2 separate regions of the Hordeum vulgare genome follow, and region 1 is linked to region 2. A link is a contact called in public Hi-C data. All regions are on one chromosome and are shown on one strand. Each heading gives the region's core, a stretch centred on a gene start, on an enhancer-like site or on the middle of the called end of the contact. The rest is flanking DNA. Distances are from core to core; before and after follow the strand shown.

The links. Hi-C and Micro-C count contacts between places; a contact is called where the count stands out from the background.
Region 1: a Hi-C map of seedling shows a contact between it and region 2, with 1.6 times the contacts expected there. The contact joins the promoter of LOC123428120 here to the promoter of LOC123428118 in region 2. A contact is called at or near these places in 2 of 6 Hi-C or Micro-C datasets (leaf and seedling).

The regions. Positions count from the first base shown.
Region 1 is chr2H:633,398,016-633,403,071 of MorexV3_pseudomolecules_assembly, reverse strand. LOC123428120 (D-3-phosphoglycerate dehydrogenase 1, chloroplastic-like) reads left to right here and starts at 3,740. Exons shown (of 5, transcript XM_045112288.1): 1 at 3,740-4,411; 2 at 4,926-5,056. The coding sequence starts at 3,814.
Region 2 is chr2H:633,225,410-633,230,474 of MorexV3_pseudomolecules_assembly, reverse strand. LOC123428118 reads right to left here and starts at 3,062. Exons shown (of 3, transcript XM_045112286.1): 1 at 1,774-3,062; 2 at 1,523-1,669; 3 at 163-811. The coding sequence starts at 2,709. The coding sequence ends at 476.

The sequences.
Region 1 (5,056 bases), core at 2,491-4,990, 170 kb before region 2:
ACAAGCATACCCTGCAAAAACAAGTTAGACGTCCTCTAATTTTGTTGTTGCATGTTTTACGTGGTGACCATGGGTATCTAGTAGGATCGCATCTTACTTACGCAAACACCACAACGGAGATATATGAGTTGCTATTTAACCTCATCCAAGGACCTCCTCGGTCAAATCCGATTCAACTAAAGTTGGAGAAACTGACACCCGCCAGTCATCTTTGAGCAACGGAGTTACTCGTAGCGGTGAAACAAGTCTCTCGTAAGCGTACGAGTAATGTCGGTCCGAGCCGCTTCGATCCAAAAATACCGCGGAATCAAGAAAAGACTAAGGAGGGCAGCAAAACGCACATCACCGCCCACAAAAACTTTTGTGTTCTACTCGAGAAGACATCTACGCATGAACCTAGCTCATGATGCCACTGATGGGGAACGTCGCATGGGAAACAAAAATTTTCCTACGCGCACGAAGACCTATCATGGTGATGTCCATCTACGAGAGGGGATGTGTGATCTACGTACCCTTGTAGACCGTACAGCAGAAGCGTTAGTGAACGCGGTTGATGTAGTGGAACGTCCTCACGTCCCTCGATCCGCCCTGCGAACCGTCCCGCGATCAGTCCCACGATCTAGTGCCGAACGGACGGCACCTCCGCGTTCAGCACACGTACAGCTCGACGATGATCTCGGCCTTCTTGATCCAGCAAGAGAGACGGAGAGGTAGAAGAGTTCTCCGGCAGCGTGATGACGCTCCGGAGGTTGGTGATGATCTCGTCTCAGCAGGGCTTCGCCCGAGCTCCGCAGAAACGCGATCTAGAAGTAAAACTGTGGAGATATGTGGTCGGGCTGCCGTGGCAAAGTTGTCTCAAATCAGCCCTAAAACCCCACTATATATAGGAGGGAGAGGGGGAGCCTTGCCTTGGGGTCCAAGGACTCCCAAGGGGGTCGGCCGAGCCAAGGGGGAAGGTCTCCCCCCCAAACCGAGTCCTACTTGGTTTGGAAGGTGGAGTCCTTCCCTTTCCCACCTCCTTTTTTTTCTCTTTGATTTTTCTTCCAATGCGCATAGGGCTCTTTTGGGCTGTCCCACCAGCCCACTAAGGGCTGGTGCGGCACCCCCAATGCCTATGGGCTTCCCCGGGGTGGGTTGCCCCCCCCCGGTGAACTCCCGGAACCCATTCGTCATTCCCGATACATTCCCGGTAACTCCGAAAACCTTCCGGTAATCAAATGAGGTCATCCTATATATCAATCTTCGTTTCCGGACCATTCCGGAAACCCTCGTGACGTCCGTGATCTCATCCGGGACTCCGAACAACATTCGGTAACCAACCATATAACTCAAATACGCATAAAACAACGTCGAACCTTAAGTGTGCAGACCCTGCGGGTTCGAGAACTATGTAGACATGACCCGAGAGATTCCTCGGTCAATATCCAATAGCGGGACCTGGATGCCCATATTGGATCCTACATATTCTACGAAGATCTTACCGTTTGAACCTGAGTGCCAAGGATTCATATAATCCCGTATGTCATTCCCTTTGTCCTTCGGTATGTTACTTGCCCGAGATTCGATCGTCAGTATCCGCATACCTATTTCAATCTCGTTTACCGGCAAGTCTCTTTACTCGTTCCGTAATACAAGATCCCGCATCTTACACTAAGTCACATTGCTTGCAAGGCTTGTGTGTGATGTTGTATTACCGAGTGGGCCCCGAGATACCTCTCCGTCACACGGAGTGACAAATCCCAGTCTCGATCCATACTAACTCAACGAACACCTTCGGAGATACCTGTAGACCATCTATATAGTCACCCAGTTACGTTGCGACGTTTGATACACACAAAGTATTCCTCCGGTGTTAATGAGTTATATGATCTCATGGTCATAGGAACAAATACTTGACACGCAGAAAACAGTAGCAATAAAATGACACGATCAACATGCTACGTCTATTAGTTTGGGTCTAGTCCATCACGTGATTCTCCTAATGACGTGATCCAGTTATCAAGCAACAACACCTTGTTCATAATCAGAAGACACTGACTATCGTTGATCAACTGGCTAGCCAACTAGAGGCTTGCTAGGGACAGTGTTTTGTCTATGTATCCACACATGTATATAAGTCTTCATTCAATACAATTATAGCATGGATAATAAACGATTATCTTGATACAGGAATTATAATAATAATTATATTTATTATTGCCTCTAGGGCATAATTCCAACATTATTGCCTATCAACGAGAAGTCCTTATAAGTTGCCTCCCTTGACTATCATGTTCACCAAATTAACTTAAGTTGTCTACCACACTATTAAGTATGCTAATACCGTGTTTCAGAGTATATGCAATATCAACTACACTAACAAGCAACTTCTCCTAGTATCCTAGACAACTAATTAGCGATGTCATGCAACTGGACATCATTGTTAGGCTACTAATTATCATTGTTAAGTTCTCATGATTTCTTGAGGCAATTGCTCGGATCCATTTTGAACAGTTTTGGTAATGCAGTTGCTTGGTTTTGCTAGGACAACTGCTTCAATTGTTTTTGCTAGAACACTTTTACATTTTGTGTTTCTTTGTACTTGAGTTGTTTTGGATTTTTGCTAGAATAGATAAGTTGCGTGGGGTCAGATAGTTGTCCACAAAGGCTATTCAAGTTGGTCATACGCTTTTCCTGCCTAAAGTAGACAATCCGAGTAGTAATGCTAGGAAAAATTGCTTGGTTTTGCTAGGACATTTTTTTCATTTTTTTAGTAAAGTTAGACGACTGAGCACTAATAATAGGTAAATAATTATCAAAAGCAGGCAATTGGGTATCAATGGTAGGTCAATTTTATAGTATTGTACGTAAATGGGCATCAATAGTAGGCAATTGAGCATCCACGGTAGGCAACTGATGAAACACGATACGTAAGTTGGGATAATGTTAGCAATGAAGTTGCTTATATGTAACATAAAAGGTGCCTCATGCTGTGTATGGTTTTCTCATTTTTACACTAACCAACCTAATATGCAGACCTACTAGGCAAAAATTGATGTTGCTTTCCTATAGTAGTAAAGTTGCCTCCATCATATCCAAAGCTGTCTAATAAACGGAATCTATCAATATGAGATGTAGTTTTAAAAAACTCGTCAGAAGAAACCCAGCTGTGTAAACGAAACTGGAATTTGACGCTGAAATAAAAAAATTATATATGTTTAAACTTTTTGGATTCCAAATAAATGCACGCGTGGACACGTTTTTCTTTTCTAATAAACTGTGTAGGACACATCGGTCGACATCTCTTTTCATATTGAAAGTGCGTTTGATCTTACCAACAGACGCTCCAGCGCCCGCTAGCCACGTTCTTAATATATTCCCTTTTTTAGAAAAGTTATATTCCCTTCGTTTTAAAATAAATGTCTCGACTTTGTATTATATGTAGTATTAAGTTTAAGATAGTTATTTTAAGATTGAGGGAATATGAAATCTACAATCACCTGTCAAAACGTGGAAGAATTCGATCGCATGTTTTTTTCCAAGGCAACAATAGAAACAAGTTTCGTTACATTCTTCTCAAAAAAAAATACAAAAGAGTTTCGTTACATCGGCAACGGCGGTTGGAGCCCGGAGCCTCAACCAGATGCGGTTTGCCACTTCGCCTCTTCAATCAGCCTTGGTAGGTGGCTCGCTGCAACACCCGCACTCACTCCCACCCCCGCTATAAATCAAAAGCGCCGCACACCCACCCACCAAATCACCAGCGTCACGACAGCCCACCACAGAGCCCATTCCCCCACCCCCGCACCCACCCCCAAAACCCCAAACCCCACCATGGCGGCGCCGTCCCCGACCACCGCCGCCGCCGCCATCACCACCCACCACCGCGTCCTCCTCCCCGCCCGCGCCTCCCTCTCCCCCGCCCCGTCCTCCGCCCTCCGCATCCCCGCCCGCGCCGCCCGCGCCAACCGCGGCCGCATCTGCGTCTCCGCGCCCGCGGCCCCCGCCGCGTCGACCGCGTCCCCGCCCGCTTCCGCCGCGGTGGCCGTCGAGGGCAAGCCCACGGTGCTCGTGGCCGAGAAGCTGGGCGCCGCGGGGCTGGCGCTGCTCCGGGAGTTCGCCAACGTCGACTGCTCCTACGGCCTCTCCCCCGAGGAGCTCCGGGCCAAGATCTCGCTCTGCGACGCGCTCATCGTGCGCTCCGGCACCAAGGTCGGCCGCGACGTCTTCGAGGCCTCCGGCGGCCGGCTCCGCGTCGTCGGCCGCGCGGGCGTCGGGATCGACAACGTCGATCTCGCCGCCGCCACCGAGCATGGCTGCCTCGTCGTCAACGCTCCCACCGCCAACACCGTCGCCGCCGCCGAGCACGGCATCGCGCTCATGTGCGCCATGGCCCGGAACGTCGCCCAGGCCGACGCATCGCTCAAGGCTGGTGAGCTTTTTTTACCCTTCGATCTGAATTCCGCAAGACTTCTTCTCACTCGTTGTGGGAAAGCACCTACCATCTCTGTATCGTGCAGACGTGCGCTCATGTCTAGTTTATTAATAGATATGGAGTATATTTTTACTTATATGATGTTAATTATTTTCTGAGATGCCGAATCTTGGGAGGATACTTTCAGCAGAAAACAATCATCATTGTTTATCCCTTCGATTCGGTGCTTGATCTGAAATGACATCTCAGGCTTGGTGCGTGCAAATCAGGAACTATTGAGCAGTATTATGGAGATCATGCTTACAGCCTCTCTTGTAAACAGGATCTGGCCAATTATCTACAAATAGAATCAGCAATGCTACGCACAGTGTTCTAGCAGTCATAGTGATCTTGTCACCACTTTTACTAATGCTTCAGGACAATTTGATGCATCTCTTATGAAATTGTTCGTTGATGTTTATCTAGCTGCAGTATTTTTTCTACCTCGATTGCTGACTTGACTCCTGTGTAGGTAAATGGGCGCGCACCAAGTATGTCGGTGTGTCTCTTGTTGGCAAAACTCTCGCCATCCTTGGATTTGGAAAGGTTGGGTCAGAGGTCGCACGTCGCGCCAAAGGTCTAGGAATGCACGTGATTGCACAC
Region 2 (5,065 bases), core at 1,813-4,312:
GCAGACCAGCTTAGGGTTGCTGGCCTTAATATTATCTCGGACACGTATACATTTTCAGGGTCCCCGTCCGCAAACATTCCGGTTAAGGATCCACATGAGTGTTAGACCGGGCTCTTGGAGAAGAAACAGAAAAAAAGGACAAGGAAAGAAGCAGATGAAGAGTAAGTGCAAAATGGAGCTTGTAATAGGATACGGTAAACATGCTGCGACTTTCAACAGAGATAACATAGAAGTGACAAAGGATATCTAAAGCAGGACGAACGCTAATGCATACGTAAAACAGAAAAAACACATTACATACTAGTGTAGTGTCAGAAAACGTGGGACAGAGGGAGTACTGAACATGACGCCATGCAGTGGTAATTGAGCTCCAGAACTAAGCTAACTAAGTGGTTGCCATCAGTCATGAGCAGAGATGGTGCGCTGAGAAGCAGCTAGAAGCATGATGAGACATAGTATTCCTTGAGAATATCCGTCAGCACATTATTATCTCCAAGGATGAAGGGGATCCATCTGTGAGTCGCTCCTTGATCCGACACCTCCGATCTTCATCCACCTGGGATCTCCTCGGGTCAATGACATCGCATTCCTTGCATGAGTTTTCACCACGCAGCTCGATTCTCCTCAACCCCACAGCTCGCTCCATGACTAGCCTTATGTAGTTTGTCACTTTGTCTTCCTCCTCGAAACCGTACATCCAGAGCAACTTCAAATTCAGGTGCTTCAAATCCTTGGATGGTTCCCACACCACGTTGGGCTTCTCGGCATTATCCTCATACCCTATGGCACATGCATGCCGACTTCGAGATAACTTCAGTCAAGGGCATCCAAGACAAATAACACATGTTAATTAAACTTGACACCAACCCATGCAGGACAATGTAATATGTTATTAAACTTGACACAAACCCAGCCAGGACAATGTAATCACAATTGAAACTAAATATTTCTGCCATTTAATAACTGGCAACATGCTCACTACTACTCCCTCCGTTCCTAAATACAAGTCCGTTTTTGAGATTCCACTACGGACTACATACAAAGCAAAATGAGTGAATCTACACTCCATAGTAAAATCTCAAAAAAAAAGACTTATATTTAGGAACTGAGGGAGTGGTATCTAACATAAATTTATGCCGGTGTAGAGCTTGGACGACCTTGCATGAACTAAATGCTAGGCAAAGTAAGACATGGAAATATGCTACAGATAACTCTAACACGAGGTACAATCAACATTATTTTTTTAACTGTCTTGCATGAACATTGTCTCTGCAAAATTTAAATGGAATGTCAAAACTTCCGTTTGCATTGCACTCTCACACATATACAATACAATCCATGTGTTCGATATTATCCCAATTACTATGCGGACTTTCAATCACTCACCAATTCTAATCTGATTTTCAATATGTGATAGATTAGAATTGGTTAGTGATTGAAAATCAGTTTCGCTTACTGGTATGTTGTTTAATGCTGAATATTCGGAAACATGTCCTGCTAGGCGGAGTCATATCACACATACTGTAAACTTCTGTAGGGCAGGTGCGGCTTCAAGGATAAATAGGGTCCAGCTCAGATCACATTCAGGGAAGATATTGGAAAGCACCACATCCGTCAGGTTTTTGAACATAGCAGTAAGCCCCTTTGGATGTTCGGGCTGAATCCAAATCTGCAACAAGGAGAGGAACACAAATAGACAGATGAAATTGGTAGAGAAGACCATATGATCTGTGTGCAGAAGAAATTTATATGACGCATAGAAATTAGCTTTACCATTTGGTGGCCAAAATTAAGATGCAATTTTGACAGGTTCGTTGCACTCCTTGACAAGCACTCGCTCAGCATGAATGGAGCCTGCAACACCTTGGCCTGACGAATGAGGCTGACTTCACAAAGCTCTGGAACATAGCCGAAGCAAACTGGAGGGTTGTCTAAGCACCAGTGGTAGTGCACTTTACTGAGCTTGGGGACATGGATGAGCTCAATCCGCGCGCACACAAAGTGGATGAACTCGAGCTCCTGGAGTCCAGAACAGGGTGTATCAATTCTGAGTGTGGAGTGCTGATGAGCTAGTCTGCAGGATCTCAGGGTAAGGCACTTGAGCTTATCGCAAGCGCTAATGAGGTCGGTGACATCAGAGTCCCCGAAGGCAAGGCCCTTGAGGAATAGCCTTGTGAGACACCGGAAAGCGACCTTGTAGGCGCGGGAGAAGGACATGAATGTCTGCCCAAACTCGACGAGCTGACGGACAGCGTACTCCGCGGGCAGCAGGGATATCCGAAATTCGAGGGAATTGATGTTGCCACAGCTGACAACGTCCTCAACGGCGCGGCCGATGGAGCTCAGATGAGGGGCCGAAGGGTAGAAGCAGAGGCGGAGGGCCTTGATGGCACAGCTGCGCGGGCTTTCGCGGTTGCTATCGGCCGAAGGGCATACGGAGAGGAAAGCGCCCACGAACGCGTCCATGGTCTCGGCCAGCGTGGCGCGGCGGAAGCTGCGGATGCCGAGTGCCAAGAGCGAGAGCTGGTGAGGGAGGCGCCGCCACCGCGTGGAGACCGCGCCGGCGCGAACCGCGTCACGCAAGTCAAGGCGCTCGAGGATTAGGAGGAGGAGTTCGTCGGGGAGCGCGCTGATCCTGTCTTCATCTCGGGTGACGTTGAGATTGAGCAGCGGCGACTCCATGTCCATTGTTGGGATTGGGAGGCCCATTGATGGAGGGAAACCCTAGCTAGCTAACCAATGGCGAGATGCGCCCAAGGCGGCGGCCTACTTCACTCCGCTTACCACCTCCCGCCGGCAGATCTGAAACATCGCGCGGCCAGATGGATGGATGGATGGATCCAACTCCCGCCGCCGCCGCCTCCTCCTCCTACTCTTGGATCCATCTCCGGCGTGCTGCCGCTAGTCGCTGGGATGCATGATTAGATTTGGATTTGGTGGTTGCTTCGATCGTTGGAGCGTCGCATTGGAGTTGGACTAGATTAGTGCTGTAGCAATACTAGCGAGTGAGTGGATGTGGATTGGTTCCCCCCGGCGGCCGAATTTGTGCGGAGAGACGCAAGGAGCAGGGCAAAGGAAGGGGATGGGACAAGGGCACCCGACCATACCTGGCCAAACGGTTGGGCCGTGCCGTGCCGGCCCACGTGCCCGGGGTGCCGACCCAGGCACGGCACGCGGGGTAAACGTGCTGGCTCGAGGCACGGCCCGGTTTGACATGCTGGCTCGATTACACTATTTTTTTTTCTTTTATTGTAAAACAGACCAAAAAATCTTAAAAGAAACTAAAAAATATGAATTTTAACAGAGTATTACATGAGATAATTCTAGAATTTTATTAGCGTAGGTCTTATTAAAACCTTCCATTCTATAAAAGTAAAAGAGTACAAGTCATCCTTTAAAAATAGTAAAAGATTAAAACATGAAGAAAGGAAAAAAGTTACAAAAATAGGAGTACATTACATGTCATGCTCTAGAAATCCTCCAACCTTGCGCCGCAAGTATAGCCGCCGCCTCCGTCGCCTCCTTCATGTGTGTCGTCTTGTGCCTCATCAGATGGCCGATTCTCACATTTTGTTTCACGAGCAACTTCTTACTGCATTGATTGCACTTTGCGAAAAACTAGGCGAGACCATCCTCATCTCTAACAAATTCTTCATCGTAGTAACTCCAAATAGTACCACGACCGTGTGATCTCACAAGACCCTGAAGAAAGTTTTAATTTGCATCATTCATGTTTGTATGTGTAAAATGAGATGGAGTTTGAGACTTTGAGTGTGAGAAATGAGAGAGTGGGCATCCTTTTTATAGCCAAAAAATGGCACGTTAGGCACGAAAAATAACTAATTAAGAGTTTAAGACAATGTACGATTTGGAATAAATCTTGAGCTTTATTAGTGGCTGCCTCATTACAACCTTCCATCCTTGGAAAGTAAAAGAGTATAAATCCACGCTCTAGAATGACAAAAAGGAAAGAAAAATACAAAAGAAATAAAAAAGGACTACACTACGCCAATGATCTACCGACAGGTCGATGACGAGTCTTCGTCAAAGCCCATATCTTCAAACATGGCTAGCAGTTCCATGTGTTTTCTGCAGTGTGTTGGGCTCTCCTTCTTGATAACTCCCCATCTTTCACGGACATTGATACGTCTCAAACGTATCTATAATTTTTGATGGTTTTATGTTGTTATCTTATCAACTTTGGATGTTTTGTTTACCTTTTATATCTTTTTTGGGACTAACTTATTAACTCAGTGCCAAGTGCCAGGTCCTGTTTTTTCTGTGTTTTTGACTCTTTTCAGATCTGATTTTGGGACTAAATGATTTTTTTTCCAGAACGGAAGAAGATCGGGAGGCCTGAGGGCCAAGCAAGTGGGCCCACAGGGAGCCCACAAGCCCTGTTGCCGTGGCCAGGGGGAGGCCGCAGCAACCAAGGTTGTGCCCCCCCTGGCGCTCCCCTGCCCTAGGTCTTTGGCCTATAAATTCCCTAAAAATTCAGAAAAAATCAGGGCGTCCACGAAAACACTTTTCCGCCGCCGCAAGCTTCCATTTCCACGAGATCTCATCTGGAGACCCTTCCCGGTGCCCTGTCGGAGGGGACTTTGGAGTTGGAGGGCTTCTTCATCAATATCATCGCCCCTCCAATGACTCGTGAGTAGTTCACTTCAGACTTACGGGTCCGTAGTTAGTAGCTAGATGGTTCTTCTCTCTCTTGGATCTTCAATACAAAGTTCTCCATGATCTTCATGGAGATCTATCCGATGTAATCCTCTTTGGCGGTGTGTTTGTCGAGATCCAATGAATTGTGGATTTGTGATCAGATTATCTATGATATATATTTGAGTCTTTGCTGATTTCTTATATGCATGATTTGATATCCTTGTAAGTCTCTCCGAGTCTTGGGTTTTGTTTGGCCAACTAGATCTTGCAATGGGAGAAGTGCTTGGTTTTGGGTTCATATCGTGTGGTGACCTTTCCCAGTGACAGAAAGGGCAGCAAGGCACACATCATGTTGTTGCCATCAAGGGTAACAAGATGGGCTTTGTCGTAGATATGAGATTGTCCA